2 separate regions of the Anser cygnoides genome follow, and region 2 is linked to region 1. Evidence: chromatin contacts called from public Hi-C data. All regions are on one chromosome and are shown on one strand. Each heading gives the region's core, a stretch centred on a gene start, on an enhancer-like site or on the middle of the called end of the contact. The rest is flanking DNA. Distances are from core to core; before and after follow the strand shown. Region 1 overlaps TCF3 (transcription factor 3). Region 2 overlaps SCAMP4 (secretory carrier membrane protein 4).

Region 1 (5,774 bases), core at 1,301-3,800:
GCCTTCAGGCACCGAGCGGGCCCTTTGGTGCTCCCCCCTGTACTGAGCCCCCGCCTCCTCCCTCCTTCCCTGGGCAAGCCTGGCAGTGAATTTTGATTTTTTATTTTATTTTGTCATTATTATTATTATTATTGGGGATTTTGGCAAAAATTCGTCGCGGGCTTCCAGGCACCAGAGCCCCCCCCCCAAGGAGGCTGCCCCATTGAGCATCCCCCCCTGGGGCGGCTCCTCTTGGTTCGGGGGGGCTGGAGAAGGGCCGGGGGGGTCTCGCTGGCTGCAGCCACCGGGGCATGCCACCGTCCTTGTCCTTCCAGCACGAGGGGCTGAGTTTTTGCCAGGGGTGGCTGAGGCTGCGGTTGCTGCTTGCGTCGTCACCCCGACTGCCGGGATGCTCAAAAAGTACCCGGGAAAGCAAAGTGAATAGAAGGAGCCTTTCTGCCTCCCGATCTCCACTGGTGTTTGCGGGGTATGCAGATGAATTGCTTTAGAAAAACACATTAGCAAAGCAAAAGTTTATTCTAGGAAGTAGGAGGTGGGAGAATTGGCAGTAATTCTCCCTAGTATCCAAGGTATTATTAGAGGCTTATCCCTGCTCTGCACAGTAATCACATTGGAAATTTTTGATTAGAAAACAAAATCTAAATGAGAATTATGAATATTCATTAGGTGTAGAGATTAATATGCATAATTATGCAAATTAGACAGCAATTAAACACCAATTCTCTGGGGAAATGATTAACACAAAGGCACAGAAATAGAAGGATGTAATTTGAAAGAAGTTTCTGGTTAAATGAACAGTAAGGGGAGCGGAGGAGACAAATACGTGGCGTGTTTGCCATAATAATCAGCTTTGCTAAAATGCAGGCAGAGTGCGCCCTGAAACTGCCCAGCCCTCGCTGCTCCCCCAGTTCCTCCTGTCGGGGCCGCTCTGTTGGGAGCCCAATGTCCCGTAAATCCTGCCGGCACCCGGGCTGCTGGCACCCTGACGGAGCTGGCCGGGGCAGGGGGAGCCCACGGAGCCCCCGGCTTCGGGGATGGGGACGGGGTCCGTGCACAGTTTCAAGGCAGAGGCGGCTCCAACCCTCTTGTGGGCTCGGGGGCTCTCCCCAGCAGCCCCGCAGCCGACCCAGCTCTGGCCCACCAGGGTGAAAGCAGGTGGAGGAGGCACGGCCTCTGCCTCGTGCCGGTCTCCCGTGGCACCCGTGGGTGCAGGATCCTGTCCGCTCTGGCTTCGTGATGCCTCAGACGTGAGCCCTGGGTGCTAGCTCCCATCCACCGCACGCCGGGTTGGACATCCCACTGCTCGGCCGGGCCAGGGCTCCAGCCTCGCCTGCCAGGAGAAGTTTCCTCCGTGCAGTCGCGGCGCCCGATTTAACCGCGGAGCTCGGCTGCTGCGGCTCCCCGGGCGATTCTGTCCCGGTGGACGCCGGCCACCTCCCTCGGGCACCTCGTGTGCTGGTCGCCCAAGAGGCACAGCCTGGGCGGACCTGGCAGGCGATGAAAGGAGACGGTTTCCTACCGCAGCCTGCGAGCAGGCACGTTGCAAAACCCCTCCCGTTGGGCCGCTGCCATCCTGGGCTGAGTCACCTTTGCGCGGGACACGCTTCGGAGGGCTAAAAATTACCCGGGTGGGAGCAGGCTCTGGTCGGAGCCGCAGCGTCCGCGCACCTTCCTCTGCAGGAGCACGGGGCTTACATCAAAAGTAGCCTTGAACAAGCGTGAGCCCCAGGTAGCGGTGTGCCCCAGCACGTCACACCCGAGGCTCTTTCAGGCTTGTGTGCTCTTTTGATGGAGAACAGAGTTTTTTAGCCCATGATCCAGCAGTGGGCAAGTCTGCTTGCACGCTGCTCACAAGCAAAAATCGGGTCCCGTGGAGCACCGGGATGGGCGCGATCGGTTCTTAATTTGCAGCCCTGTTAAACATCAGGCTTCGGGGAGAGCAGGCTCCTCGGCACCGCGGGGTAACGCGGAGGTAAAATACTCGTTTCTCCTCTTCCCACTGCCCCGTGTTTTGAAGCCTTTCCAGGCTGCGGTGGGATCGGCTTTGAACTCCCAGCTGAAGTGGGAAGGTGGGGATGGAGAGGGGAGGATCGGTCACGCCAAGTGGAAGTGGTTTATTAATGAAAATATTGTTTTGTTTGTAGAAGGAAGAGTTAATTTTGCGAGAACACCTTTGAGGCTTTGCTGATAAAGCAAGAGTAACCTTTGTTCTTCCTGTTTTTCGGTAGGTTTGGATGAAAGACCGGGATCAGGTTCCTGGGGAACGGGAGATCAAAACAGCTCCACATTTGACCAAGGAAGGGTAAGGATAAAGCACAAACACCGAGCTCAAATGAAAATAAACTGGGGCTTTGCGATGGCCTCTCAGTGCGCACATTGTGCCCAGGTTGGCTCTAGCCCTGGAACAGCTTTTTTTGCCCCGTTTTGAGTGTTGTTTCTGTTACCAGAGGGGGCACCGCGGGCAGAGGGGCCCCGACCTCATCCCCGCAGGCTTTGCTGCTTTGAGGTGCCCCTGGAGAGGGCAAAAACCTCGCCCAGACCTGGAGCCTGCGGTCTTCCCTCTCCCCATGCTCGGGTTTGGGCATGGGGAGAAGAGGGCTCAGCGCGGCGGGGTTGGGGAGGGCCCCGAATGGGGCTGAGGATGGGGAGAACTGGGAGGATTTTGTCGGGAAGCAGCCGAGGCTGCAGCAGCACAGAACTGGGGCCTGAGGAGGGGAAGAGAGAAAAGACATTAACTTAATTGAAATGGTGTTTTTTTGACAGATGCTCATGTTTTAATGGGTTTGTGTGATTCGTTTTCGCAATGACACCGTTCCCTTCCCTTAGGTCAGTGGCAGAGCAGGCGCTGTATCATTTCTCATTTTTATAGACCTCCTCCTCTCCCCCTCTGCCCCCCCGGCTTGGGGGGGTTCTGGGGCTCTCTGCCTCTCACCTGGCGGGTGCTGAGCCGCTGAGCAAAGGCAGAAACTGTTCAGGAGCCACCAGCATGGGGCAAAGCCTCCCTGTGTCCCTGCCTTGGTGCCACGTCCCCTCCAAACGCTGCAGCTGCGCTGCCCGCTCCCCGCCGCGAGGGTGGGATCGTTTCTGTGCCCTGCTCGCGAGCTGCCTTTGACTTTGACCCTTCGCGCTGCGAGAGGCACTGCGCCCCAACAGCCCGGCCTCTCCAGTTTGTGCGGTGCGCTGATGCGACTTGGGGGCTGATTGGGGTTTTTTGGTCTCTCCAGGGACTGCCCATACAGTAGCAGCTCGGGTCTTTTTCCTTCCTCCCCCCCCGGCATCAGGTCGTGCAGCACCAGGCAGCGTCGCGCCGCGTTAGGTCGGGCACGCGTGTAGGTCGATACCCACGCACGCCTTGCGTGTTTGGCTCAGCGTCCCCGGGCACCCGCTGATCATGTCCGTGTTGCTTCAGCAGAGCTATGGTGAAGGCCCCCACTACGGCGAGCACAGGGACCTGCCGTCGCACAACAGCATATCTTCATCACCATTCCTGGGACCTGGACTAGTGGGTAAGTGCCTTCCGCTGCCCCGTAGGGGTGGGATTAAACCGGGGCGATCTAACAGGGAGCGGTACGTGCTTACCGGGAGCGTTTGCGCTGCCCAGCGCTCCTGCTTCCCCCATCGCACCCGCTCCAGAAGGGGCTATCGGAGCTGTGGTTAAAGGGGCTGCTGGCCAGAGGGTCTCGTCAGTGCCTGATGTGCGCGGCAGCCTCTGGATTTTATGTGCGTGATTATTTTTCCCTGTTCTGCAGTAGCACCCGAGGGCGATAACAGAGATTGATGCCTGCTGCGCTGGCACGGGAAGGGCTGAGTTTGCTCTCAAGGAGCTGGTAATCAGGGGTGGAAAGGCATGCGGGGGGGGAATAGACGCAGCCCATGCTTAAGGTCTTGCAACAGGCTCGTGGTGGCGGGATGCTCTGCCTTCCAGCCTTGCTGCCATGGGCAGAGAGCCAGGGTGCTCCTTCCTTGAGGCACTGGGGTTCGGGGGGGGCTCTTTTTGTGTCCTGCTCGGGCAGAGCCCTCTGCAGGGCTCCTCCATCCCTCATCCAGCTCCTCAGCTCCTTGTGCCGGGCAAAACAAGGGACAGCACGCCTCGCTGTGCCAGGGACCGTGATCCTGCGGGACTGGGGTGCGTGCCACGATGTACCCGGTTCCCTCTCCCAGCTTGGGGGTGGAAGGAGAGAGATTAAGAGCAGAAAATAGCCATCTTGAAGGTCTTAGAGAGCTCTAATGACATTAGGCCAGGATTTGGGGTTAGTCCTCCCCACCTTTGCCCATGCAGTGGTGGCTCGAGCCCTCCAGCAAGCGCTCGTGGTTGCAAGGGTGGGGTTAGCAGAGGGAATTGTGTTTGAAGCAGAAAATCCCCACCACGCTCTGAGGTTCCTCCTCCAGAGCTGGTCAGAAAGGGGAAGAGAAGAGCGGGGCAGCACTGGGAAGTGGCTGTCAGCGCGCTTCCTCCTCCTGGCCCGTGTCTGGGGCATGGGGCTCATCCTTAGCCCCGCTCCCCCCGTTAAACTCCTCGCTGCTGGGGCGGGACGTTCGATTGTCCTTCGCCTTCCAAAGGTGGAAGAGCGTTTCCGAGTGGCTCCCTCTGCGCGGGCGGTTGTTTCTTCTCATTTTCTGCCCCAGGAGGATGTAAGCAAAGTAGGAGAGATGTTCCTTAATAAGGCAGGGGAGCCTTGATGTAATGCAGCAGGGTTTCGTGGGGTGTGCGCGGGGGGAGGACCCCTCCCAGCCCATCCCATGCCGGGGGCAGAGGCAGCCTTGAGAGCTTCCAGCCGAGAAGGAGCTGCCCGGGGAGGAACACGGAGGTTTCCCCTTTGATGTGTGCAGGGAAGACGCGTTTGGCTTCCTCTCAAAGCCAGGGCTCCCGGTGCTTGGCAAGCACCGCGGCACTCCCCGACGGGGCTGCGAACCCAGCCGGTCCCCAGCACGTGGAGCCGGAGCCGCCTCCGCCCCGGCGGTGACTTCCAGCAGCTGCCACCGAAGCGGTGGCACCCAGCGCCCTGCGCTGCCCCCAGCCCTCCTGCTGCCCGTGCGAGGTCTCGGGCGCAGCACCCAGAGCCCCGCCACCAGGACGGGAGCTGGGGTGGGGGGGCCGGGAAAGTGCAGACAGGAGGGGCAGGGACCTCCGGATGTTTCAAAGTCTCTTTTGTGCCTAAAATTGAATGCGGTTAAAGGAGAAAACACCGGCTCCTGGAGCAGGTTCCAAAATAAATAAATCGGTTTTGCTTAGCCTCCGTGCTCTTGTGCTGAGAATGACAGGCTGGAGGAAGACCACAGGTGGAGTTTTCTCTTCCCCTTTGCCAAACTGAAAACTTTTCAAGTGGCAAAATCATAAATGGAAGATGAGAGAAAGGAGAGCAGGAAAAAAAATCCCTTTGCATATGATAGCAGTAGCGAAGTGGGCGGGAAGTGTGAGCTTTGGAGATGTCACTTCAGTGTGTCACTCCCTGGTTTCCCAAAAGGTTCCCCCCAGGGGGCACAAGCTGGGAAAGGTGATGCCAACGGGGCAGTCAAGTGGGACTGATGAATTTTAAAGCATAAGGAGGTGGAAGGGGCAGATTAGCATGGACAGACACATCAGGTGGTACCGGATGGGCAAAAGGTGCATGAAATGCGCTCACGTAAACCCTTCTCCAAAATAAGAGCTTGTATCCGTTTCCCACTCAACCTCTATTTCTTCAGGGAGGATCAGAAACCGCTAGAAGAAACATTTCAGGAGGAACATTGTCCTTGTCGGAAACCACGGCCTTTTGGCCCAGGGCTCCCCTCCA
Region 2 (5,774 bases), core at 1,690-4,189, 290 kb before region 1:
CCCTTTTTTTCCCCTCTGCGTCCCTTTTGGTGACACCCTGCGAGCAGTCACACGCAGCTCTGCCCAGCACGGCCCCGCTTCACCTCGTCACCCCGCGGGGCTGCGACGCAGCGGGCGCAGCGGTGCTGACGGGCCCTGGCACCATTCAGCACACGGTGCGTGTGTCGAGAGCAGCCTGGGCTCGGCCCCGAGGCAGGAGCTGAGCGTGGGGTGATGTTGATGGGTTCCCAGCCTGCTACGGCCCCGGCCTGTGATCCTACAGAGTCTGGGGGCTTTTAACACTGCATCCCGCTGCGCTGGGGGGGGAAGGGAAAGGGGGGAAAAAGGTGATTTCATGTAGGAGACTACATGAGTTGTCCAGACATTTGGCTTGATAATTTATCCATCCTCTGGGTCAGGAGACAAGAAAGTAAAGAGTTCTGATTTTATTTAAAGTTGGATCTCCAGCATGCCGTAACTTGGCAGGGAATACATGGTGTGCCAGGTGTGGGCTGCAGAGACCTCTACAACTCATGCTATGGAACCGGCTCAGCACAGCGAGTTAGTGAGAAAAGCCAGGGAATTTCTGTTGGGAAAGCATCCAGCTCTGAACCCTGCCCTCCTCCCCAGGGCACGAGTTAATTAGGGCTAATTCGCAAGCAGGCAACACAAAAAAAACGACTGCTGTAACTCATACAGAGGAAAAAGCTGCTCGGAGCAGGCAGTGTAGTGTTTCTGCTGAAGCATTTGCATTCAGGGCCCGGGAAATGGCACCAAAGTGATAGAAATCCACTAAGAATCGGCCAAGAAAAAAAAAGAAAAGAAAAGAAGAAAGAGCGAGGCCACTCACAGCATCCCATCCCACACAGCCACAGGGCTCCAGCCGGAGGAGCAGGAGCGCAAAGGGAAGAGCCCCCACCCCAATGTGGGGGTCCGTGGGACTTTTGGGGAGCTCTTTTTGTGGGGCCAAGCTTGGCGGCGCAGCCACTGCCCCATCCCCACTGAACCTTGCCCCCTGCTCCTGCCAAGCCCCTGAGCTCCGGCTCTCGTCCAAGGTGTGCGGCGGAGGAAAACCCAAGCACCAGGGACCTGCCCCGCTCGTGGCAGCAGCAGGAGCTCAAACCTGCACCTCCTGCAAAGATTTTGAGGGCTTGGAGCAAGAATCTGAGTAAAAGCTGTTTCATCCTCATACTCACCATGTGATGGATGCAGCAGCAAGCAGCTGCTGGAAATCCCTGATTTCACACTTCCATAACACAGCCAGGAGCAGAGAGACGGACATTCAGGGTGCAGACAACCAGCAGCCCCCTAAATGCTATTTAATACCTAAACCAGTGCCTGGGGCTTTCCGTCTGACCCTGCTGCCTCACTGAATCGTGCTCAGGCCAATACATCAAAGCTGCCATCGACTTTCTGAGAGCCCAGCGCAGCCCGGCTGCGGGCAGAGCCGGCAGTATTTGCAGGAGGTGATGCCAACCTGCCCCATGCATGCTTGGAGCAAAACAGCTCAGGGAAAAGGTGCTGCTGTGAGACTTTTGTGAACATGAGGACTATGCAGTCTCCTGCCAGCGAAGGTGAGATGCTAATGGCTGCAGAGGGGGCACAAGGCTTTGGAGATGAAGAAAACATTGAGATTAGCAGATGTGGGATCGAGCAGCTGAGATGAAAACAGCTCTTCTAGGATTACGAATCCGCTATGGAGCAGAGCTGGGGTATGAAGCCAGGATAGCATCATTTGGGGCAGTAAATCCAGCTGCACACTAAATAGAGTGATGCAACTCACCTTTGCTGTCAGACAGCCTGTTTGCCCCAGGAATGACGGGATCTTTCCAGGCAGCAAACCAGACAAGGCAGAGGCCAGCACTGCAAAGGGCCAATGTGAACGTGTGCTGCTAAGGAGAGGCCAGGAAGGAGGGTTCAACCCCGGCGCGCCCCATCACCTGCACTTCTCCATAGCTAAGAAATGAGAATAATGGTAACATCGGTGTAAAACACTTGTCAGGCATCTGCAAGAACACAAACTACAGCACGCCAACTCTTGTGGTGGTCCCCAGCAAGAGGGTGAGCCTCATCCATAAACGTGCTGTTCTTTTAAGGGAAAAAAAAAGTGGTGGGAGACTGGAAGAAAACAGAGATTTCGCCATTTCCCTCTGCCAGATAACTCTGGTTACCTAGGAACAGACACACTTCTCTAATGCAGCCAGTTCTTCTCATCAAGCACAGGATGAGCATTTATTGTCTTGTGATCAGAAGAAAAACACAAACAAAAACCAGAGCCCCACAAGTGACACGAAACATCGCACACGTACATGCCGCATGATGCCGAACGAAACCGGGAGCCAGGTCCAGGTTAATGGTGTTAAGGAGTCTTAGAAATCTAATGTAAACATTAAAAAACATACAGAGGAGTCGGAAAAAAAAAGCCACAGCAGTTCAGGCAACGTGTTGAGTCAACTTTCTGGAATTACGGTTTCTGGCATCTAAGAGGATGGAGGGGGGCGATGTGTTTGGAGATGGCAGCTCCCGTCCAGGGAGGTTTCATTTAAGCTCCTTAGAAATCTCAGGCAGTGTTTGCTAATGGATCATGATATTGGTGTCTGCCTCCAACCATTTTGGTTTGCAGGCTCCTAAGTACACACCCCTCACCGCATCAAGAAGGTTGGAAATGTGAGGATGGGTGCTTTAAAAGAGACCCCCGGGTTATCCAAGGGGAAAAAGAGAAGCCGGACTCAGGAGTCCCCTGGCAACGCTTCTCCTCTTGGTTCAATTGAAATCTCCAACCTGAAACACTAAAAAAAAGAAAGACTGCAATTTCTGCTGAAAAAAAATTTGGCAAAAGGCCGAGGATGGCAGGGGTCAGAGCCAGAGGAGAGCGTTCCACGGGCACCCCGCGTCTGGGCCCCCAAGCACGGCCACCCTCGAGTGCGGCCCCGCTCACCTCACCTCGCTCCCCCGTAGCGCAATCGTATTTCCAGGGAGTTCATCGACAGGCAGTTCTTTTATCACTCTCTGATGGCAAGCGACAAAGAACACTTAAAATTTCACTTGACACAAGACAAAGGCACCTAAAAGCTTGACAACACGACCGGGTCGTATTCTATTAAGAAGGCATCAAGCATTTGTACTTACAAGCACATTGCACACTCGCAAGAAAAAAAAAAAATCACCCTTGTGTTTGAAGCATGAGGCAGAGCCAGCAAAAGGCTGGCTCTGCAGCAGGGGGTCAGTGTTGCTTGTAAACTGAAGTTCGCGGAGGCTCTGACCTCCCATTAATGTTTGCTTTTGCTTTGGCCCTAGTAACAAAGGTGTCATGCAGACTCCAAGCTGTACTTCACTTAGTATTTACAGTATGACACGGGAAAAGTTAATAGAGTGAATGGGAAGTTTTGCCGGGGGGGTGGGGAAGGAAAAGTTCTCCTTCATGAACTAACATTTTATTAGATAAGGCACATGTAGAGACAGTTTTCAAAAGACCACTTGCAAATCAGTTCCACCTAGCAAGGACAACCTCCCTGTCCCTTTCCAGGAGCCAATTTTGCTTTCCAGTTATTTAGTGTGGACGTGGAGTGACTCCACTTCCAGTGTAACACCTCTGGCGTCACCTCCTACAACTGGCCAGGCTCTGGGCCTGACTCTCAGGGTGCCCCACACCTCTCAAGTCTCCAGACTGGAGCACTCTGCCCTTCACTGTCCGTTGAAATTCCCAGAGCTGCAAACATTGAACACTCAACTCCCTGTAAAAATATCGGGAACTGACCTCCCAGTTTTAACAGGTTTGAGAAAGTTCCTAGCAGGCTGTTGAAGGAAAGGAAAAGACTGCAGCCTTTGCTGCTTGGATCATTTTAGGACACAGGGGAATTGGATGGCTCAGGCTCCAGGAGTCCTGATGTACATGCATGAGATGAAGATGAGTGATGAGACTAATGCTAGCTCTCAGGGGAAACAACCCCTCCCAAGAGCGTTATCCTCTCTTCAGCTGATTCCTGGGGAAAGGCAAGAACCTCTCTCCCCCTGCTCGTACAGGGAAGGAAATCACTGCTGGCGACGCAGACACGTACCAGCTCTGCACAGCTAGCGTCAGCTACGAGGACTAACGAGCTTTCTGAGACAGCTCACTGCAGAACGGTTGGATTTTAACTGCGTCGGTAGAAGGCAGAATTCAATTTATCAGTTGTAATGGAATTACTCCCAAACCACACTGGGGCCCCAGCACTGAGATCAATAGTTAGCTGGCACCCAGCTACTGGCCAGGAGCCCAGAAAAAAAAAAGGTGTCCCAACAGGACAAGGCGTGTCCAGTACGGCATGTATTGGGTCAGCACAAAAATCCTGACGCCACGTACCTGGAATTTAGATGGCACAGAGATCTCGCGCTGCCTGCCTGGAAAGGGGTGAACGTCACCCAGGCAGCCAGGTCCAAAGCCCAACAGCAGTCAGCTTTTCAATAGTTTCCAGTGGGCTTTGAATCAGGCTTTTAGTGAGCAATCAGTAACAAAATGAGATGAATCTGCATCTCCGCAGCACACGGATCTAGCAAAAACTTTTGGAGGCAGGGAAAGCAAGACTTCTATCATAACAATAGTCCTAGCCAGGCAAATGAGGACTCTTGTGGACTTAGTATCTGAACAACGCTCACCCGCAGCAAGCGCTGTTATCTAAAGGATTCTTCACCCGAAAGCGCAAGCAAATGAAGCTGTAGATTTTACAAATACCTTCAATATCACTAGTACCAGGTAATTCAGGTGTTGCGTTTCCCTTAGAGTGAAAAATTCCAGATCATTCATCCGGGAGAGCAAACACCGGTTGCTACTAATGCTCTGATTGTGTTTGTTACAACTACAGACGATTTGGCGGTGCGCTGTGCATGTGATGAAAACTAAGCGGGGAGGCAGGAGAAGGAGCGATTCTGGTAGTGTTCACCGTCACGGGGAAGCCAGCCTTCTTCACATATGGTCATGAGAGCAGTCCTCAAGCAAGGGCAGTGAACGGTTGGTTCCTCAGTCTGCAACAAGGCAAATACTGGTAACAACACAAACAAACAAAAAAACCATCTTTCTGATAAGGCCGTGCAGAGCTCCCGAGGTGCCGTGGGCTGACAGCACACATCTTCTGCAGTGACGAGGAGACAAAAAAAAAGAAAGTCCCCAGAAGACTGGGGTACGTGTAGGGGAATGCAAATGATCTTTTCAAATAACAATAATAAAAGGACCAAAAAAGAAGAGAATCCAGGCAATTTGCAGCTGTTGCTGCTTAAGGCCATTGGTTTCCCGGGGGATAGTTGGGCACTGTGGGATACTCTGGCAGGCTGTTCCCAGAAAAATTGCTGTACTGGGCCTCCCTGCTGGGGGGGTTCCTCCATGCACCGCTGTTCCACTCATCCTGAGCTTTCTGAAAGCTTCCACCAGCCCCTCGGTAGATCTTGTGAACCTAACGGAGTAAAACAAGAGGAAAAATCAGCAGTAGGTACCTACACCTCTTCCTGAGAGGACTTATAGTCATTTTGGTACTGTATTTGTTCCTCTCTCTCTGCAAACTGTTTTTCCAAGGGAGAAAAAAAGGCACAAAAACTACAATAACATAATGAAGAGGTGTAAATGGATAGTATCAATGCAAGGCTTGAACTTGTCTTAGCCATACACCTGGGATTTAGGTTGGGGATCCCACAGCAACAGTCCATGCAGCAAGGCAGCTGGCCCAGGTTAGCGGGCTGAAAACCCCATAAAACCGTCAACTGCTGCTTCAGTGGGGCTGAGGCTGAAGGACTCGGCTGTAGCACATGAAACAACCTACACCGGG

The links. Hi-C and Micro-C count contacts between places; a contact is called where the count stands out from the background.
Region 2: a Hi-C map of liver shows a contact between it and region 1, with 2.4 times the contacts expected there. The contact joins two enhancer-like sites. A contact is called at or near these places in 2 of 7 Hi-C or Micro-C datasets (both in liver).

Annotation. Positions count from the first base shown.
Region 1 is chr27:4,965,992-4,971,765 of Taihu_goose_T2T_genome, reverse strand. TCF3 (transcription factor 3) reads left to right here. Exons shown (of 22, transcript XM_066984016.1): 4 at 2,229-2,302; 5 at 3,410-3,506. Among named protein-coding and RNA genes, the nearest start is that of TCF3, 39 kb to the left of the region's middle. Within about 2 kb of position 2,550, at least 1 of the 3 cell types and tissues checked has open chromatin away from gene starts, as enhancers often do. A contact at or near this core is called in liver, where this site is marked.
Region 2 is chr27:5,253,921-5,259,694 of Taihu_goose_T2T_genome, reverse strand. SCAMP4 (secretory carrier membrane protein 4) reads right to left here. Exons shown (of 8, transcript XM_066983724.1): 8 at 2,179-5,405. The coding sequence ends at 5,229. Among named protein-coding and RNA genes, the nearest start is that of CSNK1G2, 4.4 kb to the left of the region's middle. Within about 2 kb of position 2,939, at least 2 of the 3 cell types and tissues checked have open chromatin away from gene starts, as enhancers often do. A contact at or near this core is called in liver, where this site is marked.